4 separate regions of the Mus musculus genome follow, and regions 2, 3 and 4 are each linked to region 1. Evidence: chromatin contacts called from public promoter capture Hi-C data. All regions are on one chromosome and are shown on one strand. The core of a region is the stretch at or near the end of the contact, and the rest is flanking DNA. Distances in the headings are between cores, read along the strand shown. Region 1 holds the start of Mag (myelin-associated glycoprotein). Region 2 holds the start of Haus5 (HAUS augmin-like complex, subunit 5). Region 3 holds the start of Fxyd3 (FXYD domain-containing ion transport regulator 3). Region 4 holds the start of Dmkn (dermokine).

What was found. Capture Hi-C pulls out chosen DNA fragments and counts their contacts.
Region 2: a promoter capture Hi-C map of pancreatic islet shows a contact between it and region 1, with 4 times the contacts expected there. The contact joins the promoter of Haus5 here to the promoter of Mag in region 1. A contact is called at or near these places in 10 of 39 promoter capture datasets (the C10 cell line, the HPC-7 cell line, cranial neural crest and 7 more), 1 of 15 datasets of contacts at CTCF or cohesin (large pre-B cells), 2 of 484 Hi-C or Micro-C datasets (B cells and bone marrow-derived macrophages), 4 of 115 datasets of contacts at active chromatin or transcription factors (bone marrow-derived macrophages, embryonic basal ganglia, forebrain and 1 more) and 4 of 9 other capture datasets (adipose tissue, liver, macrophages and 1 more).
Region 3: a promoter capture Hi-C map of adipose tissue shows a contact between it and region 1. The contact joins the promoter of Fxyd3 here to the promoter of Mag in region 1. A contact is called at or near these places in 5 of 39 promoter capture datasets (the C10 cell line, the HPC-7 cell line, cranial neural crest and 2 more), 1 of 484 Hi-C or Micro-C datasets (bone marrow-derived macrophages), 2 of 115 datasets of contacts at active chromatin or transcription factors (effector CD8 T cells and epiblast stem cells) and 3 of 9 other capture datasets (adipose tissue, liver and macrophages).
Region 4: a contact with region 1 is called in a promoter capture Hi-C map of adipose tissue. The contact joins the promoter of Dmkn here to the promoter of Mag in region 1. A contact is called at or near these places in 11 of 39 promoter capture datasets (the C10 cell line, the HPC-7 cell line, cranial neural crest and 7 more), 1 of 15 datasets of contacts at CTCF or cohesin (pro-B cells), 3 of 484 Hi-C or Micro-C datasets (bone marrow-derived macrophages, nephron progenitors and pre-megakaryocyte-erythroid progenitors) and 4 of 9 other capture datasets (adipose tissue, embryonic stem cells, liver and 1 more).

The regions. Positions count from the first base shown.
Region 1 is chr7:30,912,734-30,917,283 of GRCm38.p6, reverse strand. Mag (myelin-associated glycoprotein) reads left to right here and starts at 2,362. Exons shown (of 11, transcript NM_001346085.1): 1 at 2,362-2,465; 2 at 4,405-4,460.
Region 2 is chr7:30,663,026-30,667,575 of GRCm38.p6, reverse strand. Haus5 (HAUS augmin-like complex, subunit 5) reads left to right here and starts at 2,582. Exons shown (of 19, transcript NM_027999.1): 1 at 2,582-2,745; 2 at 4,291-4,353; 3 at 4,449-4,481. The coding sequence starts at 2,648.
Region 3 is chr7:31,074,922-31,079,471 of GRCm38.p6, reverse strand. Fxyd3 (FXYD domain-containing ion transport regulator 3) reads left to right here and starts at 2,775. Exons shown (of 8, transcript NM_008557.2): 1 at 2,775-2,851.
Region 4 is chr7:30,761,050-30,765,599 of GRCm38.p6, reverse strand. Dmkn (dermokine) reads right to left here and starts at 1,844. Exons shown (of 20, transcript NM_001166173.1): 1 at 1,299-1,844; 2 at 908-1,084; 3 at 753-809; 4 at 499-549; 5 at 127-333. The coding sequence starts at 1,676.

The sequences.
Region 1 (4,550 bases), core at 1,113-3,612:
TCTTACCCAGCTCCCCTCTGGCTCTCAGTCCATCTGACCCTCCCTTATGGATAGGCTCCTCCTAATCCCCTGGCTCAGCCACAGACTCTCAGTGGGACTCACCTGCCCCTGTTTCCCCTCTCCAGGGACTGCCTCTAGTTCATACCTGGAACTGACACAGTACCCACTCCACACCAGGAACACCAGCTCAGTGAGACTGGTGTGGTTGGACATCTGTGGCACAGGGCACCTCAGAATCTTCCTATTCACCCTCAAAGTCCAGGCACCAGGTCCCTCTCTTCTCCGGAACCCAGGCTTTCAAGCCCCACCCCACTTTCAATGGACCATTGTCTCAGACTGGGAAAGGCACGGGCAGAGTCTGACATCATGAAGCCTGAGGTGGGGGGTGTCACTGCTCCCCAGCCCCAGTCTTCCTGACGCCTGATCCACTCCCCGGTCTAAGGGATTTCCCTGCCCTCACTCCTGGAATAAAAGACTCCCCGACCCCCAACCTCTGCTTTGGCCTCTGCAGGGCCATGAAACTGCTCAGTTTCACCTCTAACAAACACCCTGTCCACCTTGCAAAGCCCGTGCCTGGATTCCACCCAGAGAGTCCTCACTCAGCTCAGAAAACCACCGTGGCCCCGTGCACACAAAACCTAGCTTTAAAGATCCCAAGCAAATACCTAGGCAGGCTTCTGTGGGAAGCACTCTCTCAGAGCTCCAAGCTAGATGTAATATTAGGCAGGGACAAGACAGGATCCCCAAGAGCAGGGTGGCCAGCTTCAGTCATGTTGAGTTCTATAGAAAGAAAGGACTGTTTCTAAATGGAAGGGCAGGGACCACACGTGGTGGCACGCATCTATAATATTAGCCCTTTGGAGACTTAGGCATGCTGTAGTCAAGGCTAGCCTGAGCTGCATAGTGAGCTGGAGGTCAGTCTGAAGAGAGTCACAGAACAAATTAAAAAGAGGGGAGGGGGCATGGAGTGGGCCAGCAAGATGGCTCAGTGAGTAACAGTATCAATGCCAAGCCTGATGACTGAGTTAGATCCCTGGGACGTTCAAGGTGAAAGAAAAGAACTAAGGTACATTTGCAAAGTCACACATAGACAGAAAGAGAGAGACAGAGAGAGACAGAGAGACAGAGAGAGGGAGAGGAAGAGAGAGAGAGAGAGAGAGACAGAGAGACAGAGAGAGGGAGAGGAAGAGAGGGAGAGGAAGAGAGGGAGAGGGGGGAGAGAGAGACAGAGACAGAGAGAGACAGAGAGAGGGAGAGGAAGAGGAGAGAGAGAGGAAGGGAGGAAGGAAGGAAGGAAGGAAAGAAGGAAGGAAGGAAGGAAGGAAGGAAGGAAGGAAGGAAGGAAGGAAGGAAGGAAGGAAGGGAGAGGGCAAATGAGAAAAAAAGAAGGAGCTGGAGAGATGGCTCAGTAAGTAAAAGCACTGACTGCTCTCTCACAGGACCTGGGTTCAAGTCCCAGCACTTACATGGTGGCTCACAACCCTCTGTAACTCCAGATCCAGGGGATCTGATGCCCTTGTCTGGCCTCCATGAGCATCCGAAAGTGGTGCACAGACAAGCATGCAGGCAAAACACCCATACACATAGCACAAATAAATCTAAAAGAAGTAAATCAATAAATGTATTTTTTTTAAAAGAGGGGGAACCGCTGGCTCCAGTGTTAAGTGCTATGCTTCTGGAAGAGCAGGCTGGGGTCGGCAGGATGGTGTGAGGACAGCTTTCCAGGAATGAGAGTTAAGAATGACATCTCTGAGTGCCAAGGTGCCACAGGGCATTAGAAGAATAGACATGAGCACTTATTTTCTGCTTAACAGGTGGAGACAGACTCAGAACAATAGACAGCGTCCCTGTCCTTACCAAGGGAAGGTCGTGATCTCAAGGAGACAGCAGCTAATGTCATCTCAGAGGACAAGAAGTGTTAAAGAGAAAACAGACCAGGAAGGAAAGCATTTGGGGGGGGGGGCAGTGATTCTCAGCAAGGTGGAGGTGACTTTGGAGCAGAACTAGGAGAGGGTGTGTTTCCTCTTCCTGACAACCAGTCTCTACCTATCTCTTGGGACCAAGGTCACAGTGTTGCCACCAATTAATTCCTCCAAGACAACAGGTTCCACCTTTTAGCCTGGAGCTTTCAGAAAGATGAGGCCACTCCTCCCTCCTCAACTCCCAAATTGGGGTGTATATTAATGGAGGAAGGGAGGAGCAAGGCAGACCCCCATCTTTTCTAGGAAGGAGCTAGTAGGACCCAGGAATCAAGCTGCCCAGTCCCAGCCCTAGCCCGATGGTGACAAGGGCCCCTTTGTGCCCCCCTCCCCCGGGGGCAGGGAGGAGCTGGGCCCTGGAGGCAGGCGGCCCCTGGCACCCAGGGGGCAGAGGAGGGGCTGGCAAGTGGGGGCCTAGACCCTGGGAGCCCAAGGGACTGTAAGCCCGGCCAGCCGAGCAGAAGGTGCAGAAGTCAGATCGTCCAAGTGAGTACTGAGGCAGAGAGGGCTAGGGTGAAAGACCCCCAGGGGGTCGGGGGCGCTGGACATCAGGGCATGTGCAAGGCCAGGTATGCCAGCAAGCAGAGGAGGGCCACCGTGAACCGGAGGGCCACTTGCTTCGAACAGGGCAGGGTATTGCTTTGGAATGGGCTTCCAAACCAACCAAAGATCTTAGTGGAGGCAGTGGGGGGGGGGGGGAATCAGAGATAGCAATGAGGCCTTGAGAAGTGACAGAAAGAAAGGACAAGGGGACCTCATTCCTGGACCTACCTCATCAATGGTGGGAACTTCTGCAAGGCCAGCTCCCCTGGGGTTTGCAAAATTGGGAGAGATGGAACAGTGATCTGGATTGGGGGAGAAGGGGTGGTACAGAGCCATCGGACACGGGGATCCACCACATGGATGTGGATGAGGCCAGCAGGCTGTGAACACCTGGGCACACAGTGAGGGTGACAGTGTGTGTGTCCTCCTCCCCTGTGCAGCCTTCTGTGTTAGCGTTCCTCAGCTCCTCATTGCAGTTCCCTGAAGAGACTTGGTAGGTGTGTTTTTCCCTATCTCCACCCCTTCGTTGGATTTGTTTGTGTTTGTTGAAGTAGGGCCACTCATAGCTCAGACTAACCTCCAACTTGTTAATGTAACCAAGGCTGATTTTGAACTCTTGATCCTCCTTCCCTCCCTTCCCAAGTTTGGGGGCGACAAGTATGCAGTCACTGCTCCCGGATTCTCCAATGGAAAGCTAACATGATGGATGTGGGATCTGTTTGTCTTGCAGATAATTGCCTTGTGGCTCTTTAGAGGGCTTTTTTTCCCGTTGTCCTAGCTGAGATTGCTTAGGCCCACATCGCAAGATCAGAATTTGCCCCAGAGGAGAATGCACCCTGTGCATGACTGTATCACCCATCTGCTTGTGCTGAGTTGATTGGTCCTTACCTCTGGGTATCTCCCGTTGCTTCCAGTCACAGATGCTAGGCCCACAGCTGCCCTGTGCCCACAGATGTGTCTGGGTAGAGCTCTCTGTGTGCGCAGGTTCTTGTGACTTGCACACTTGCGAGCAGGAAATCCAGAGCCATGACTACCCAGGTGTGCATGTCCAAGACTGAGGACAGTCAGGTGGTCTCCGCATGGCCTGAACCAGGATGCTTCTCTGTAGACACAGGGGTCTCAGGGTAGGGGTGTGTCCTCATGGGTCTCCAAATCTCTGTTCTGTAAGTCTGCTCTTGCTGGCTGTCACATTTCCTACTAGCGTTTGCATGTTTCTGGGCATGCGTCTGCATCTGTGGGAAGAGGGCAGCCAAGGCCGGGAAAAGCAGCTACTTCAAAATCCTGGCTCTAGTCCAGATCGACCCACAGGGCAGCGGGGGCCAAGGGGCCATCGCCTCTGGCTTCTCCTGGCCCCTTGCAGACCCCAGTCAGGAGCAACCAATCTCACTCACACTCCACCTACCCCTAGGAGGTCTCTAGGATGGGGCACCCACACCCCCAAAGGAACAGGGCTCTTTTGTATTGGCTACTGGCCTCTGGTGAGGGTGGGGACACCCTGAGCCTGCTGCGGGTGGGAGAGGGCGGCAGGAATTCACACGGCATGCTGGGAATGCTGATGTTGTGAAACCCAGTCATTGATGGGGCTGGGTCCTTGCCTGCCTGCCACCCCCAGGCCTCATCTGCTCATGGACTCACCACTTTCTGTTCCCCTCATCTTAGAGCTACCATTCCCTTCCTTCCCCATGGCACTCCCACGCCCCAGCTGGGGCGTGGGGTGTTGTGGTGGTACAGTATCTTTGAAGCTGTGTGGGAGCATCCTGGGTATCCACGGGTACCAGAGACTGTGGGGATGCCCTTACAACACGGACACCGCCCATAGTATACATGGAAGAGCAGGGTGGTGGGCTTTCACCCCATAACCCCTGACTGACTTATGTTCTAGGTTGAAAGGCCACTTCAAGTGGAATCAGGAGACATCCCCAACTCAGGGAGACTAAGGTGAGTGGTGAGATACCACTGCTTTCCTTATCCAACTAACCGATTCTTATCTCAGGAGGAGAGCTGCTTCTGCCTTTGCCTAGCACTCTC
Region 2 (4,550 bases), core at 1,333-3,832, 250 kb after region 1:
ACTGACCTCACCTTATCTAGGCAAAGTAGGATAATCAATTCTTCCATGTCTTGCTTGTCCAAAAGGGCTGAGCCCTAGCAGTGGGGCAGTCTTGCCCAGTGGTTAGCATTACCACAACCCAGATGGAGTCCTTTATACACCAAACCCCTGTGCCCATTATCTTCTTGGAAACCTTGGCAGGGGGTGTCACTGCTAGGATCTGGGAGTCTCTGTCAGTCATAATAAGTTTAAACATCTTAAATGACATATTCAAAAGATCTCTAACAGATTATAGCTGGTACCTACCAAACATACCTGAGTTAAACCATCCTTCTCTGCTTTTAGTGTTTATCATGACTATAAATATACTTCTGAAGATATTGAAGAATTTGATTATATTAACTTGCATTTTTTAATTATCCTCAATAGTTTACAGTAATTTAGTAAGCTTCATAAGATTAGAACTTCACATATTATAGCTGTTATGTTTAGATTTTTTTCTTTTACGTTTAGATTTAAAATAAGGATTTTAAACTGGACTTCTCTTAGTGTCAAAACAAAGCTTTTTAATCCATAAAGAGACTGGGAACGTTTCTGACCTATATATGGTGTGTCATTGTAGAACATAACAGTTTCCCATATGACTCAGTTTATTAAAAAACTAGTTTCATAATGCTAGCAAAAGCAAAGATAGACATATATTCTTAAATCATCTGTCAGCCTAAATAGACCTTAGGCAAGGAGAGACATCTCTAAGCCAGTAATGTTTAACCTTTTTTAATGTTGTAAGCCTCTAAAACTTTTTAAAGGAAGTTTGAAATCTCTCAATTGTGTCTTTGCAATATCAAAATTAAGTATTTTTTAAAGAGCAAAGACATAGAGCATAATCATAATTTTCAGAAGGCAAAATCAAGTTCTAATAGTGTAAACCATTTAATCTTTCTAAAATTAATTGCAAGTGGGTTTTTATGTTACGAGTGTGGCTGTCTGAAAGGTACATTGCTGTACATACGTGCATGGAGGTGCAGTTTTTATCTTAGTAAAATTCTATAAACCTGGATTTTTAAGATAAGACGGGGGCTAGAGAGATGGCTCAGTGGTTAAGAGCACTGACTGCTCTTCTGAAAGGTCCTGACTTCAATTCCCAGCAACCACATGGTGGCTCACAACCATCTGTAATTGGATCCGATGCCCTCTTCTGGTGTGTCTGAAGACAGCTACAGTGTACTTACATATAATAATAAATAAATCTTTTTTAAAAATTAAATTCCTGCATTCCAGGAAGTTATCTGGTTCCTGAGCAGGTGGAGCTTGCAGATTAATTTGGGGAATTACCGTACTGCATGCAGGCAAAAAAACATATACTCACAAAATAAGATCTAACATATCTTAAAATATATAGAAAAGTTAGCTAAATTAAAAATTAATAAAATGAGCATTAAGTCCATTGTCTCTCATTTGTTTCTCATTGAATGAAAATCAGGACAATGTTGCGGTAATTTCTCACCCCAATAAGCCCGTATAAAAAACACACAACTCAGTTATAGTTATAAGCTATATGCCTAGATTGGGCAGATCTATCACTGTACTAATCTAGTTGCCAACTATGAGACTTCTTGCTACTTGCGGCTTCTCCAGGCCATGTCTCTCTCCTCCCTCTCTGAGACTGGGAAGAAGGCCCAGTGAGATCACCTGAGTATGCGCTCTGCTCATTGTAGAGGACAGCTCCTCTTGATGAAGCAGAATAAACATCAAAATACAAATGGCGCCAGGGCAACCCACAACAGGACAAGAATGCTCCTAAGTATGGGTGAGAAGGATTTTACTGTAGACATGAAGAAGAGTACAGCCAGAGGCATCTGGAAGAGTTCAGACTGAATATAACCAGCAAAATAGATGGGGCCACGAGAGGAGAGGTGGGGAGTGGGGCGGGGGCGAGCTAAGAAGAGAAGACTTGGAGAGAGGGTTCCAAGAGGACCCCGAGGGTGCTTGGGAATAAAGAGGGGAGTGGCCAAAATGGCTGAGTTATGAGAATCTGAAGTGGGCAAAGCTCGGGGGCTAGAGAGATTCGGTGTAGGGGCGGGGTATGCCAGGCAGGCAGGATGACTCTGTAAGAGGTTGTTGTGAGAAGGGCCTGAAGGAACCTAGAAGCTAGCATAGACCTCGATATGCCAATAGACGCCACCAAAGGCATAGATTAATGGAAGAGTTCTATGTCCCTTCTGCCAAAGACGAGGAGAATGACCACTTTTAGCAAGTAAAAACGATTTTCTTAAGTCCCTGAGAGAATGATGGGTTTTGTCTAAAAGCCCGAGTTTGGGAAAAGGAAATTTCTTGCACGTTCCCACCCGCCGCCCCCTTTTTTTCCCCAGGTAGAGTGAAGCTTTTAGAACCTTCTGCCTCTTACAGTGAGTGAAAGAACAAAGGTGGATAAGCGGGTGTCTGAATTTCACCCCATCCTTTTCATTTTCATTTACTAACCTACATACACTAGAGCGCCAAGAGCCGCTACGGGTAGCGGCCCGGTACAGAGAGACCCGTCAGCCGGGACCTGCTGTCTGCTTGGCAACCGGTGACATCTCAGCGTCGCGCTCCTGACGTCATAGATGGGCGCCATACTTAAAGAGAGTGCGGGAAGCTGCGACTGCAGCTGAGCTCTGTGACAGCCATGGAACTAACGCAGAAAGAGCGGGAACTGAGTCGCTGGGCTGCTGAAGAGATGGAGGTGCCCCTAGCAGCTCGCCCCCGGGAGTCGACGCTGCGTAGGTGAGGCTGCTTCTGGAGTAAGGTCTCCCCATCCTGGAATTAGCCTCGAGGAGTAAGATCACCGCCCTGTTAGACCCCCGGGGCCCAGGTGTAGAGAACGCGACCCCCAGAAACACAGCTTGATCATAGACGCTGTAATAACAAGAGGTTTTTAATCCGACGCACATGAGGTTGCTCAGCCTCGCAGGGAGAGTCAACCCCGATTGTCTAAATACAGCTAATTTATACTTTTTGTGAAAGGGCTCACACAGCTATTTTATTATTGGCTAATAAAGCAACAGTATAATTTTAATTTGGCAGAAAACTTTGTCAGCAATCAGCAAGGTCAAAGCAGCTTGTAGTTTTCCTCAGAATTCAGGCTGAGGAGGGCTAGGGAGGTTTTCTCAAGGATGGTCATTTCTGGCAGCTGTGGTCTTTATGACCACTAGTCTGTCCCTGCAGATAGGGAAGGGGCCGGGTGGTCTTGAATTTGTTTACACTGGCAGGGAAAGAGAAGAATCTTTCTTTCTTTCTTTTTTTTTTTTTTTTTTTTTTTTTTTTTTGAGTTTCTCAAGACAGGGTTTCTCTGTGTATCCCTGGCTGTCCTGGAACTCACTCTGTAGATCAGGCTGGCCTAGAACTCAGAAATCCACCTGCTTCTGCCTCCCAAGTGCTGGGATTAAAGACATGCGCCACCACTGCCTGGAGAAAGGGAAGATTCTTTAAGCAGCAGGAGACAGCTGAAGATAGAGAGTGGCTGCTGCAGACAGCTTGCAGCAGGAGACAGAGATAGGGGAAGCAAGCTCTGCAAATAACTTTGGTATACATTAATTAAGCTAAAAACTAAGCCGGGCGTGGTGACGCACCCCTTTAATCCTAGCACTTGATAGGCAGAGGCAGGTGAATTTCTGAGTTCGGCTACACAGAGAAACCCTGTCTTGAAAAGACAAAAACAAAACAAAACAAAATATTAAGCTAAAAACTATATTTCTTCCCAGCACTCGGGAGGCAGAGGCAGGCGGATTTCTGAGTTCGAGGCCAGCCTGGTCTACAAAGTGAGTTCCAGGACAGCCAGGGCTATACAGAGAAACCCTGTCTCAAAAAACCAAAAAAACAAAACAAAACTATTATTTCTTTATCCCTCATCGAGAATGAGACAGATCTGCAGAATAAGGGGGTTCCTACAGCACCTCACCTACCCACTCTTACCCTAATCAAAGGTGACACTAGGCAGTTGGCAGTGGCTGTTCTATTGGGGATCAAATCTGCAGAAACCAGTAGCATATGACCCTGTTATGAAAGACCATTTCCTGGGGTGGAAACCTCTTACACCCACCTCTGAAAGTGACTACAACTAAACCTCTCCTAGAAGAAATAGAACCTGTCATGGAATAAGAATACCCTCAGACTTAGGGAGAAGGCCACCCTCTCAGTGACAACCCCCAGGCCCACCCACCGAAGTGAGAAATCTTGGAACTTTCCACCACCATAACTGTGGAGACAGTGGAGGGTCCTCCTCTCCTCCTGGGCAATGCTCCAGTCATACTCTATGCTGTATCCCTTCAGGCTGTGTCTGAGTCAGGGCGCTGACATCTGGGCCTACATTGTGCAGCATGTGCGTAGTCAGAGGTAAGCCAAACCTAGTGCAGGGGAGGGGGTCAGAGAGTGGGAAAGGCACAGGGAAGGCCCACAGCAACTCCTCTCCCTTCATCTCTCCAATGCAGGAATATCAAGAAGATCCAGGGAAACCTCCTCTGGTAACTGCTTCTTAAATTCATTGATTCCTATCTTCACCAGTTTTGTCTAGCCTTGTCCATAACCAAGGC
Region 3 (4,550 bases), core at 1,526-4,025, 160 kb before region 1:
CTGACCTTGCAACATGGTATCTGCTACAAATGTGTAGGGCGGCTCTTGTCTTGTGCAGACAAGAGTCTTGGGCAGACACAACTGCCAGGACAACTCTGTATTGTTGAATACAGAGTAACAACTCTACCTAACATTTCCACTGTACTGAGTGTTACAAGTACTGTGTAGGTGATTTTAAATCCATAGCAGACATGGCTAGGTTCTGGGCAAACACTATAGCATTGCAAATAAAGGACTTGAATAGCCAAGCATTCAAGGCATCCTGGCAATATGTGTAGACACTGAACAATGACTGTACGCTCATTTTAGTTTACTATTTTATTTTATCTAATATTTTAAACAATTGAGATAGGATCTTGCAACATATCCTGGGCTAACCTATGACTTGCTTTGTAGCCCAGGCTGGACTCATACTCAAACTCTTTTGGCTTCAGCCTTCCAAATATTAGGGTTACAGGTATGTACCAGACTGCCCTACCACCTCAACAGTTTCAACCAAACTTTTAAAACATACTTAAAATTTATTTTAAATTGTGTGTCTTTGAGAGGGTATGCTGTATGTGTGTGCAGGTGCACTCAGAGGCCAGAGGCATCGGATCTCTGGGAGCTGGAGTTACAAGCAGTTGTGGCGCTGAGGGTTCCTGGAACACAACTCACGTCCTCTTCAAGAGCAGCTTGCACTCCTAACTGTGGAGCCCTCTCTCCAGCCCCCTCACGTAAGCTTTTTAAGAAACAGCACATTTCTCAGTAGGTAAAATGTCAAAGTACAAGTGGGATTACCGATCTCTCCTCTGTCTTCTTCCATATGGGTGTGACTCTCTGGGGATATTTTATCCCTATACAAGTACATACACACACACACACACACACACACACACACACACACACACACTCCACTCCACACCACACCACACACAGACACTGTCTCTCTGCCACAGTGGTATCACCCCCCTCCACACATACACCTCACACACCTCACTTTGGTCCCTTATCAAGGAGACTGAAGACTGCTTACATCTAACCACAGGGTGCCACTTATCTTAGACAAGATAGTCATTCTCACACTCATCCTGCCTCACAATCTGCTCGCGATTCTCACCTGGTCCCTCTAGCATCTGGGTGCACACCCAGGAGGGATGAAGGACAGAAACCCAAGCTTTCCCACTCCCACCCCACCTAGCTCCTGCTCTCTGATGCATGTAGTTCTATGATGTCCAGCAGAGGGAGACACTCTCCTACTCTTAGGACCACCAAGGGTTTTAGATGTTTTCCCCAGAGGCAGTCGAGCTTCTGGAAGATGTGGCTAGGTACAAAGATGCCCTAAGGGGACCTGGAAGTCTCTTCCCTCCATCCCAGGCCAGACCACTGCCAGGCCTGTCCTTCCTCTGTTTGTATCTCTAGCTGTGCTTCTTGCTTTGGTACTGCCCTGAGGGAGGGCTCCGCTCCTTTATGGGAGGCAGGATGCCTTGTCCTGGCTAGGGCCTGAAGATCAGGAGCTACCAACAGGGAACACAGACTATCATAGTTAAGTGAGCTACATCAGGGAGGGAGGCCTTGGCGAGAAGTGGGGAGTCCTTTTCCTTGCCCCACAGACCCTTGGCCCTAAGTTCCCTTAAACTTTCCTCTCCACACCCACAACAGCAACCTCTCCCAAGCCTGGTGCCTCTGGGTCTCCACCCTACCGCCTTCACCATAGTGTTGGGGGTCGTCTGGAGTCCAGCTGGTGGCCGAATAGAAGCCACCCCTTTCCTGGCCCTGCCCCTCCCGGTGACCCCAATCCTCTGCCAGCCACTCAATGGTGCCTTGTTCTCCATCCAGACCCCGGACAAAAGTTCTTCTGTGTAAGGAGGAAGAATTTTGGGGGAGGGGGCACCTCCAGCAGGGACCATGTGGGAGCCTTACAGACCCCAGGCGGAAGGAGTGCCATTTGGACAGGGGGCAGGGAAGGGTGGGGGCTTGTAGAGTACAGGGAACTCATCTGCAGTAGAGGAAGACAACTTTGACATCCACATCCATGCCCACACCCACTCCGTAGATTGAACGTCCACCCGACATCTCCTCATCTCTGAGAGAAACGTTGAAAGTCAGTTCGGTTTTCAGTCTTCTGGGGCCTGGTCTATGAACCCCAAGAACCAGACCTTCCCCAACTTCTACCCACCACTTGAGTGCCTTCTTCCTATTACAACTTTGGCCTTGTCAGTGTCTTTTATTAACCCCTGCCAACAAAGAATGCAGAATGGAGAGTGGGCTTTAGTTCCCTACAAATGCCAGTGGGTGCATCCCCAAACAAAACAACAACTGGTGGTGCATGCCTTAAATCCCAGCCTGCGAGACAGAGATGGGTGACTCTCAACAAGATCAAGTCCAGCCTGGTCTGTAGTGTGAGTTCCCAGGCCAGCCAGAGCTACATAGTGAGAGCTTGTCTCAAACAAATAAAGAAAAAGCCCCACCCCCACTACAACCTAAATCAGAAACAGATTACATGTATGTTCCACGTTCTCCCACATCGTTCCAGGATGATGGGCGTCTGTCATTAAGGACCCCAGAATCTTCCCCGTTCCCAGTCTCCTTTGATGTTTGGGAGATCAGACACACCCTCTTCCCTCCAATCCTCAGCCCACCCTGGTCCCCTTCCACTTTACCTGAGGCTACTATAGTTAAAGAATGAGTAGAACTGTCTCTTTAAGGGAGGAATGGAGTGGGGGCGTCCCTCGCCTCAGGGAGACCTGACTTGTGCCTGCCTGCCCAGGTTTGCTCAGGGCGTGGCAGTGTGGATAAAGGCTGTCCCGGCTTGGCAAGTCCATACTCTGCTTTCTCCCGGAACCACCTCTCAGCCTGTTGAGCTACTCAGGTGAGTGGCCTTGGGGGCCCCTTCCTCCCTGAGCCTCTGCTCCCCCACTCTCTCTAACTCTCCTCTAACTGCACCTATTACATAGAAACTGGGGTTAAAGACCCCTAAAACTTTCCTGCTTAAAGATTCTTTTATGGGGACAGGAGACTACCCGCCTCTGTCAGCTGATTGTCCCAGATGGCTCACCTCTGTGGGACTGGATTATACAACTGGGGGGACTCACCTGATATTCATAGACGGATTGGGGAAGCCTGGGGGAGGTCTGAGAAGATGAGAAGTCTGGGTTTACCTGAGGTATCTGAGGTGTCAGGGTGTACAGGAAGTGACTACATCGTAATATCGTGATTGAGGGTTTCTCAGTGGATGAGAGTAGAGGGGTGTCTAGGGGTAACTAAGTAGATGAAGAGTAATTTAAGTGCCCTGGGGGGAGGAAGCAGATGGAGGTGTGTGTCTGAGCGGCCAGGTATTATTAGGGCACAAGGAAGATAGATGAACACCAGGAGAGAGAAGTCTGATCCAGGGAAGCTGTAAAGCGGGACTTGGTTAGGAGATGGGGACTCAGATGACAAGGGTGTATGCATCCTACCCTGCAGATATGACCATCCACCGTCCTGGAGTAGGGGAAAACACGGAAGCTGCCCTCTGACTAGCACAGGCAGGAAGCAGATGAGGGGTGCTTAGTGTCCCAGCAAGGCTGGTTCTCTCTGTGCTGGCTCCCACTCTGGTTCACTCAGAGATTGTGGTCCTTTGGGGTCTTGGAAGAGTCTGGAGAGAGAAGTGTAAGAGGTGAGATTCAGCAGCCATATTGATAGAGCACACAGCGTTAGGATGAATTCCCATGTGATGGCTGTGTGGGATAAGAACAGTGTCAGCTTCATCAAGCTGAAAAGACAGTATGAGGGAGTCAGGCTGGAACTGAGAAAAATGGCCGCATAGGCTGGGCACTCAGCTGCAACCCATGCATGTGTGACAGAGTATCAGGGGGCAGCCTTAGACCACAAGCATCCATAGCTGAGACCCCTAACCACTACTGGAGCTCCCCAAAGCTTGCTGGGGCCCTAGACATCTGAGAAATAGTCCCCAAATCAACTACAAGAAATATATGTCTAATCTAAACAAATGGGTCCAGGGTATGTGTGTGCATGGTATGTGTGTGTGTGTGTGTGTGTGTGTGTGTGTGTGTGTGTGTGTGAGTGATAAGTGTTAATTAAGTCCAGGGCCTGAAGAGCAGGCTAAGCAAGCCTCCATTGCTAGCCCCTCTCTGAGGGATTCTAAGCAGTGGCTCTACCACTGAGCCACGCCCCCAGCCTCTCACAGGGGGATTCTAGGCAGGGGCTCTACCACTGAGCCACGCCCCCAGCCTCTCATAGGGGGATTCTAAGCAGGTACTCTACCACTGAGCCACACCTCCAGCCCTTCACTGGGGGATTCTAGGCAGGGGCTCTACCACTGAGCTGTATCTTATATCCTTTTTTTTAAAAAAAAAAAAAAACTTTTTATTTTGTGACAATATCTCACTAAATTGTTCAGTCTGTCCTTGCACTTAGTCGTATCCCAGGCTGGCTTGGAAGTAGAATTTCTCCTGCCTCGGCTTCCCTAGTTACTTGAATGGCAAACCTGTAGCATTGATTTAGATTACTAAAGAAGCTGAAGGATTTCTCGGCCTCTGGGATTGGTCCCAGAGAAATGGCAACGTCTG
Region 4 (4,550 bases), core at 595-3,094, 150 kb after region 1:
AAGGAGTTGCGGATGACCACTGTCACTGAAGCCATCCACTCGAGGGCTGTGACAGCTTTAAGGGAAACCTCAGTGCCAGTGTCCCCACCACCGGAACTGTGATCCCATTCTAAGAAAGAAACTTACCCGGGACCCAGAACCGCTGTTGCCGCTGTTGCCACTGTTGCTGTTGCCGCTGTTGCCACTGTTGCTGTTGCCACTGTTGCTGCCGCTGCTACTGCTACTGCTGCCATTGTTGTCGCTGTTGCCTTGGCCACCGCCTCTACCGCTGCTGCCCTGACCATTACTGCCATGACTGCCTTGGCTACCACGACTGCCATCATTGCTGCTTCCCTAAGGGCCAGAAGAACAGAGCAATATCTAAGGACAGAGACTCCACAATTGTCTTCCTTGTCCCCTTACAGGGCCCTGCATAGCTTCCCCCACCCTCACCCCCACCCTCAGAAAGCATTGTATCCCGCCTTCCCAGAGCCAAACCAGAGACAGCACTCCTCTTACCCCAGAGTTACTGAAGCTTTCATGGGAGCCAGAAGGTGGGGGGTTGGTACACTGTGGATGGAAGGGGATGTCATGAGGGACGAGATGTCAAAACGACCTCCACAGGCCAGGCTTCTCTTGCTGCCTGTGGCTTGGCTTTCTTGCCCCTTTCCAGTTCCCTCCCTCTTCCCTGGCTTGTGACCTCCACTCTCCCCCCCTTCCTCCTCCCCTTCTATTCATCCCTGCCACTGTGTCCCGTGCACACTTCTTCTTACCCCTGAGTTCTGGTTGTTGCCTCTCACTGTCCCGTAGCCAGGCTGAGCCACAGCTCCCTGCATGGAGGCAGAGACCAGAGACCGAGTTTAGGATCCAGAAATAAGGAGGGGTGGAGAGAACAGGGTTGAGGGATGGGTCTGGGTAGTGACTTTACCTGGGCATTGGTTTCATAGTTGAGTGGTCCGCCATTGCCACCCTGACCCACAGAGCCACCCAGAGAGTTAGTCCCATAGTTGCCTCCTGAGGCCCAGGGTGTCCCTTGAGGACCAGGATTGCCCTGGACTCCAGCACCACCTTGAGAGCCATATGCGCCATGACCTCCAGATGTCCCCTGCAAAGACAATACACCAGTCCTTAGTCTGACAACCATGAGAGAGGGAATCAGAACCATCAGGGAGAGAAGGAAGGGGGAGGGGGGACCATGCAGGAAAGAGAAGATTCATGACAACAATAGAAACTATCTCTTCACCCTCTGATCCATCTCCAGGTTCTTGACCCAGCCACCCCCACCCCCTGTCCGCACACCCGGCTTCCCAGCCACTCACCCAGGACCCAGCGTTGTGGACAGCATCTACCCCTTGGCGAATGATATCCTCAGCCTGTCTGCCAATCTCATTCCCAGCGTTCCCCAGAGATCTTGCTGCTTCCCCAAGCCGGTGCTCAAAAACATCGCCTCTGCTCCCCATCAATGTGGAGCCACCTTCCTCTCCGTGCCCCTGGCCTAGGGCATTCTGGATTCCAGAGCTGGCTGCTTCTTTAGCCCCTTGGCCCACAGCCTCTCCAATTCCATGGCTAATGGCATCTCCTGCTCCATGGGCAGCACTTGCCCCTGTGCCCTCCCCTCCACTGTGCAGCGGGTTAGCTGCCCCACCACCCAGACATAGGGCCAGCAGGAGGCAGGCCAGAGAGCCCTGTAGCTTCATCTCTGCCCAGCTCCCTCTCTCCTCTGAGGATGTCTGCAGCCCAGTCTATTTGTTCCCTTCTTTCTTCCTCTGGGCTGAGACCTTTTCCTTTCCTTCCTTGCTTCCTTATTCTCCTTCCCCAGGACCCACAGCCTTCTCTCTCTGTTCCCAGACTTCCCTGCTTTCCAGAGTCTTTCTTCTTGCCACTACCCCTTATACTGTAGGTTGGGAAAAGGTAACAGGGCTGGGCCGCTTAAGATCCCTCCTCCAGTGACTCAGGGCCTATCCACAGATAGGGTAATGAAGCTTAATTGTGAGCGAGAGCTTGTGTTGAAACAGAGAGAGCTCTCCGGAGCAGGCCATCGGGAGGGAGGGGAAAGAATAAGATGAGACGGATGCAAAAGTGTTCCAGTTGCCTAACCTCAGGAATTTGGGGCACAGGGTGGGGACAGGAGCATCTAAGGAGATAGGTGTTGTTGTCTTTTGGAGGCGGCAGGGTGGGGGTACTTAGGAAGCAGGGCTCACAAACAGGTGAGACCCCAAGGGTATAAAGAGAGCAAAGCCACAGGATAGAGGACCCATCCCGGGTAAGCCAGCATGCACAGGGGCACGAAGACTGGAAAGAGGTGACCATTTCCAGCTCCCATCTTTCTCCTGGCATGCCTCTACCTGCAGGTGCCTGTCCTCTCACACATCCACAGTGCAGTCAGACACTGGGAATTCTAGGGCTGTGGTTAAGTTCTGAGGTTCTGGGTACCCTGGTGTTGAAGGAGTGGCATACCTCTGTTAGTGACAAGGAAGGGTTCAGGCACTGAGAGTTCAGGAGCCCAGGGTGCGGAGCAGGGGAATTGGGAGGGTCAGTCACCCCCAGGGCAAGAGTAGGCGGGAAGACCAGGGGAGGGAGAAGCTGACCTAGACACCCATCCTGTTTACCTGCATGGAAAGACATGTGTGCCTGTAAGAGCTCACAGCCACTGTACTGCTGCTTGCTCACTGCCCGAAGCCTTCCAGGGGCCAGGGCAGCCCTGGTGAGGAAAGAGGGATCAGTACAAAATATCTCTCTCTCTCTCTCTCTCTCTCTCTCTCTCTCTCTCTCTCTCTCTCTCTCTCACACACACACACACACACACACACACACACACACACACACACACACACACACACCGGTACTCGTGGCCCTCACCACTGGTCACAGTTCCAATGGGGAAACCCAAGCATCCTCCCCATATCTTGTCCCTGTTCGACAAGTGTGACTGCTTCTCTGTTCCCAGGAGCCCCAGGCCCTCCCACTTGGAACCGACTTGTAACACTGGGCTTCATCACCTAGTTAGGAGGGGCCAGTTTCCATCTACCTTTCTCAACGTCTCTCAGTCAGTCTCTCCCCACCCCAACACCCGCACCCCAACTTGTAACATCTAACACTTCTCTGCATATAAACACCATTCCTGACTGTCCCCCACTTCCACCTCCCTGCTGTTCCATTGCTGGTGTTTTAGTGATGGTAATAATAATAGTAATAATAATAACAATATTATCATCATCATCATTATTATTGTCATCAAGCTCCAGTTTGTCAAAGGCTTTCTATATGCCCAGGTTCCTAGCTTCCACATAGAATCATCTAATCCTAAAAGAAGACTCTTTATTATCCCCATTTAGAGATGTAGACACTGTGGCTCAGAGAACACAGACTGCCTGTAGCTGAACTAAGAGCCGAGCCCAGGCCCACCTCTGGCAGAGCCCAAGCGCCTGAGCCTTATCTGTCACTTCAGAGTGTCACACCAACCCTGGCTTGTCTAGATAGAACTAATTTTGGTTTTGCTCTGGAGCAATGTAGGAAGAGAGGGTGCAGGAGGAAATCTGGGTCCCCAGGCTGAGTACCAGAGCCTCTAGTCCCTGATCCCACTCATGGGTTGGGTAGAAGAGGAACTCAGGACAGTGCTCACTGACTTAAAAGCTCTTTCGTGGTTAATCTGGCCAGGCTTCACTTCCTGGTCCTGCAGCCTGCCCTGACCCATCTCCGTTGGTACTTACTTCCTATATACCAGCTTACTTTTAGGCTATTATTAGAGCCCAACATGGTGGCAACACATCTCAGCACTTAGAAAGTTGAGTCAGGAGAATCACTAGTTCAAGACCAGCCCAGGCTACATAACAAGACCCAATCTCAAACAAACAACAATGACAAAGAATGCTATAGGAAAACATTTTAGGAGTTGGCAAGATGGCTTAGCAGGTAAAGGCACTTGCCACGAAGGCTAACCATCTGAATTTGATCCTCTGACCTCACATGGAGGATTGAAAAGTGGTCCTCTGACTTCCACACATGCACCATGGTGCACACACACAGGCGAGATAGAGACACACAATGATGATGGTGATAATGATGTAAAAAATAAACAAAATACTTTATATCACTCGTAAAATAAGAAACAATGATCATCTCTCCTAGGAACATATTACCAGAAAAAAAAAAAAAAAAAAACAGAGAAAAGTAAACAATAGCATTTTTCGTAGCTGGCTGCAGTTCCTGGGGTGTGTGTGTGTGTGTGTGTGTGTGTGTGTGTGTGTGTGTGTGTGATAAAGGAAGGTTAGCTAGAGAAAGGTTAGGAGTGTTTGATGCTCTTCCAGAGGACCTCAGTTCAGTTCCCAGCACTCATTTCAAGTAGCTCAAAAGCACCTTTAACTCCAGCTTCAGGGGAGGAATGGTAGCTTGTCTATTCCTCAGCAGATAGCTCCATCTTAGCGGTTTACACAGGGTTAGCACTGCTGAATTCAGGGCATATTAATAGTAACAATAACAAAACGATGGGAGACGAGAGGTAGGGCTTGTGCTCAATTGACAGGAGTAACGGGGTAGAAACAATCAAATTACATTGTATTTTTTCAGGACCA